Linked DNA regions of Gossypium hirsutum: region 2 is linked to region 1. A link is a contact called in public Hi-C data. All regions are on one chromosome and are shown on one strand. The core of a region is the stretch at or near the end of the contact, and the rest is flanking DNA. Distances in the headings are between cores, read along the strand shown.

Region 1 (2,529 bases), core at 15-2,514:
TGCAAACTGCAAACATACAGTGAGTTAAGCACATGAGAACTGAAGAAGTGCCATAAAACCATCTACAATAATAATAAATACATCAAAATCTGACTACTTTGAGTTCCTTTTCAAATGCTTTTTGCATCTCAAAACCAAACACTCCAGATCCAGTCGGAAACAAAGAACGAAAGAAAATAAAAACAGGCAAGCTCCCATAAAATATTTACAATTTAAAAGGAAAGTTGATGCAAATAGAAAGCTCAGTGAAGCGATAGAAGGATTTATTTATTTTTTATAATTTCACCGGCCCAAGCAAAGAGCGGCGTTGATATCGAGCCTCCATGCAAATCCACCGCCGTCCATGCGCCAAACGTCGCAAGGCAGCGTCAAGGAACTCCGCTCCTTCCCGCACGTGTATTGCACCCTTACCTTGCATGTAAACGCCGGGTACGTTGTCGTCATCGGCATCCTTTCCTTCATCACCAACCACACCATCGTTTCCCCTCCAACCATTTCCTTATACGCCCCGTTTGTCCACGTTACCCTCCCCAACCCATCCGATATAAACCCCGGACACGTGTCCCTCCCGAGATTCACCTTCTTTTCCTCGTCTGTACTCCCTAGCCCATCCCCACTCACCCATGTCTCTGTCACGCATTCCACCGTCACGCACGACCCCACTCTCACCGTCTGCCCTCCCATAAACACCTCCTGATCTGCTGACCGTACACCACCACCACCACCACCACCGAGAAAATCCTCCTTTTTATTACCAGCTTCACCGAAGCTTAACCAAAACGGCATCATCTTTTGGACTACTCCATCCTTTTGCTGCTTCAGAATAGACTCTTCTTTGCAGTCAGGGGTTTCAGGGAGAAGTGGCAAAGTAACCCTCTTCTCTTCGTTCAAAACCCTTCTTTTCTTGTTGCACCTCTTTGTATTACTCACAGTGTTACTTTCTTTAGAGAGTCTTCTTTTTCCTCTCCCCGGCTTAGAACAAACCTTAATACTTCCCTGTGGCGAAACCGATCCACCCGTTGCCGGTTTCGGAGCGATCGGTCGGAACCGGAGCATTATCCGGTGCACTTTCGACATATCATAGACCCCATGGCCAGAAGATGCATATCTCGCTATGCAACACCCTCCTCTGCCTTCCATTTTTTTTCTCTCCAGAAATCTCTTCTTTTCTTTTCACTCTGCCTTCTTTAAAATAAATTTTTTTTTCTCTCTCTTTCCCGTGCGTGTCCAGAGACTCTACGATGCGGACGCACTCCATGTTTGGAATAGGAGTGTTGAGATTTATAAGGAGAATGAAAGGGACACGTGTGAGGTTCAACACGTGTGTGAACAGTGAGACGAACAACGCAGAAAAAGGATTGGTCGAGAAACGAAACGTGGCGAAATCCAGAAAAGTTAGGCGGGGATGAGAGTACGGAAAAATGGTCGCAAGTGGACCCCAGCGGAGAGCCAATGGGAAGGGGAGGAGTGTCCCTGGTACCGGCGCCAATAGGAGGCACGTCGATCTCGGTGTTCGCGTTGAACTGCTTGCTTGTCGATCGTGGGAGATAAAAACACAACACGTGGGCCAATGAGAATGGGATAGAGATCTAAACGGTAGGGCTTTTGGGTTTCCATAAATAGTAGGGAAGATGGGCGCCACGTGGATGGTCGGATTATGACGCAGATATCGGTTTTGATTGGGATACGTGACGTCAGAAAAAAATTCTGGTTGAATGCAGGACTTTTCTCTAATTTAAAATTTTCTCTTGTCTCCGTGATTGGAGAAGGGGAAATGACTTGATTTTTGAAAAATACGTAGTTATGTTACGATACTACCCTTCTTTTGTTAATTTGTTTTGGGGAATGACCTTCCTAGCTTTGGCATATTACAAAAATGATTTCTGCTTCTGTTTTCCAAGTTCAAAATTGGTTAGGATCAGTCTATGACTACGACTGCTGCCTTCTTCTTATTCACAACCTCTAAATCCTGAATGCCTACTCTTTATTGGCTCCATACACCTCCATGTGTCCAACCCTAGTTCGATAATTTCAATACTTTTGGATTCCACTTTTTTTATTCAATAATTTATATAAATCTTTTTTAGGCTTAATTTCTATTGTTAGACATTTATTTTTTTAATGTTTGTAAAATTTAAAAAATATAATTCTGTAAAAACATGAAAAATTTAATGCGGTTAAGAGATGATATCTAATGTACAATTGATATATAAGTCTTATGCACCATTGATAAATAATAACATAACATCTTTAAGGACAAAACTAAAATATTTTTTTTGGTAAGATCGAAATTAAGTTTTATATTTTTACGATAGTAAAAATGTAATTTCACTATTTTAATAATCTATATTTTTATAATTTCTAAAAAAAAATCATGACTACTGTCATAAATATTTTCGTCACTATTTTATTTGTAACAATTATCACAAAGTTGTCATAATTATTCAAAAAAATTTAATTAAACTTTTGAAATTAGCAATTGTGACAAAAATAAATGATCAAGAATATTCAATACACTAAAATTGTAAG
Region 2 (2,529 bases), core at 12-2,511, 51 kb after region 1:
TTCATTACAAGTGACTTTCGAAGAAGTAAATGGCTAGTCATAAAATATGTACTCTATTTTCATGAGCGAAAATTGAACCCAACAATATACTTAAAGGGATGGAGGTGAGACATAATACATGTTAAATAATTAAATAATATATCAACTAATAATATAAAAAATCTACGGTATATTTAAAACTAAAATTTTAGTTAAATAAAATATTAATTAAACCCAGTAGACAAATTTGGTACGACAAAAAGATGTTTGTGCTCTTTTACATTGTTTTTCTTTTCTTGGTAATGTGGGATTTAACAATGTGATTAGACTTCAAAGCCTCTTATTTAGCCTTAGTTGCCCACCTTTTTGGTCGACATTATTGGGTCGTAAGTTTCACAACAGCTCTGTTGATGTGTGTGAAAATTAATGAGCCATCCAAACAGGAAAGAGAAAAAGGGAGATTCCTACGTACTAAGACCAAGCTGATCGTAATGAGCCACTAGATTTATTGCACGTTACAACAGTTGTCGAGGGTTTTAAAAAAAAAGGAGGCAGAGAGATTACTTGTTCAGTAATTCAGCAAAGTCAAATTGGGTTCATGTTGGACCCCATTGCTTAAACTTGATCACTACAGATGGAAGAATCCTAGCCGTATAGATTAGAGGGGCCCACGAATCCAAAAGTAAAGATCATTCGATGATTTTGAATCGTACGGCTTCGGATTGGTGGTGGAGAAAAAAGAGAAAAGGGAGCTACTCGAGTTGTTGGTAGAAAATGATAACTGAATGTGGAGGGCTGAGCTGCCAAGGGGACAATTGGCAAATCTTGAGCCAAGCAGCGTTGTGATTTTTATTCTAGTTGGGTCATCCCGAATAAAGATAAAAGATTTAAGGAACAACCTCGCCCACCGTTTTCATTCCCTAAGAAACACGGTATAAAACAATTATTTTGATTAGGGTTAATATAATTAAGTCTATTTTGTTATGCGCTCCACTTTTGTATTTCAGCTCAACGATTAGGTTTATTTTAATTTTTGTATTTAGAAAAATATAAAATTTTGATAATGTGATATTATGATATTATGTCACGTCATTATCTGTAAAATAGTTAATCTAATGATATAGTTGTTATACTATACATCAATAATGACAGTAGGAATGATTGCAAAGTAATAAGAAAAAAAATAAGAATACGTAGATTTTACGTGAAAAACCCTTATCAGGAAAAACCATGGGTAGGGGAAGATAAATTCATTGAAGCTGAAAAACAACAATACAAGAAGCTTTTGGCTATGCTCTGTTTTTAAGGGTTAAACAACTCTTTTTTCTTTTTAACCCCATGTGATGGCCTGATGATCAATGGTGTTTATCGCCCCAAGTGTGGCCTAGATTCAAGTCGTGCTAGTTGTGTTTGTTGCTTGAGTTTTGTCTTGTTATTGTAATTAACTAAAAAAATCCTTTTTTAATCAATGTATAATAAAAGAAATATAGTCCTATATAGATTCAACTTGTGCGGCAAGGCCCATAAATTTTTAACCCTCAGACCTTCGCATCCACAGATCCCCAATTTTGCCTCTCTATTTGATTTCTTTAACAAGTGAGTTGCATCTTGAACTTTTCTAGCCAGATCAAACGGGATTCGGGTCACACAACTCTAACAATGACACAATATCAAAGTGCCACATCATCAAACTTTTACATCATTCCAAAATCAGGAATCAAAATAGACCTAAGTTCAAGTATCAAAGTGGACAAAAAAATACAAGTATCAAAGTAGATCTAGTTATCAAGTTCAAGGGCTAAAATTTGCATGAACCCTTTTGAAGATATCTCTAATTTTTAATTAAAATTATATATCATGATGCATTTTATTTAACAAATATTTTTATTAAAAATTCATATATAACTAAAAGGTTTTGATTGAATTGGTGAAGTTAAAATATTGAAAATGAATGTTTTGTGTTCAAATTTGTATCTTTCTAGATTTCACATGATTTAAAATGATAAATTTACTCTCATAATAATGTTTATTATTTCATAAAATAAAGGGTTTTTGTTAATTGATAATTGAATTGGACCCGATTGATAGATGACATTAAAACAGTTAACAATTTAAATATAATATAAGATAGATGAAATAGATTATATATCATGATGCAAGTCAAATTTATTTTTATTTTTTGGTCTCTTCAATGTTTATTTTACAGTTTACATTTGGGGTTCGTGACTGCCCCTCTCAATAAAATTATCTCTAAACTTTGAACACATATTCTCTTTTTAAATTGTAATATATCTTATTCTCTTTTTAAATTGTAATATATCTTATTAGTATACTCAACACTTGTTAATTACATATTTATATTTAAATATTATCATGAACAGAGTGGAAGTTCTAAGAGCTTAAACACACACAATTGTCTAACATCTATTACACGAATAATTACATAAATTTTAGATGTATGAAATATGTAAATTTAAATTCAACCCCTAAGAATTTCATCTCACTTTCAATAAGTTGAATTTGTTTCCTTTTCCTTAACTTGTTTACCTT

Evidence for each region. Hi-C and Micro-C count contacts between places; a contact is called where the count stands out from the background.
Region 2: a Hi-C map of leaf shows a contact between it and region 1, with 2.7 times the contacts expected there. The contact joins the enhancer-like site here to the promoter of LOC107949704 in region 1. A contact is called at or near these places in 5 of 34 Hi-C or Micro-C datasets (callus, fibers, leaf and 1 more).

Annotation. Positions count from the first base shown.
Region 1 is chrD03:41,541,514-41,544,042 of Gossypium_hirsutum_v2.1, forward strand. It overlaps LOC107949704, which reads right to left and starts at 1,265. Exons shown (of 1, transcript XM_016884443.2): 1 at 79-1,265. The coding sequence starts at 1,140. The coding sequence ends at 283.
Region 2 is chrD03:41,592,055-41,594,583 of Gossypium_hirsutum_v2.1, forward strand. No RefSeq gene overlaps it. Among protein-coding and RNA genes, the nearest start is that of LOC107949896, 9.4 kb to the right of the region's middle. Within about 2 kb of position 1,262, at least 4 of the 9 cell types and tissues checked have an H3K27ac peak or open chromatin away from gene starts, as enhancers often do. A contact at or near this core is called in leaf, where this site is marked.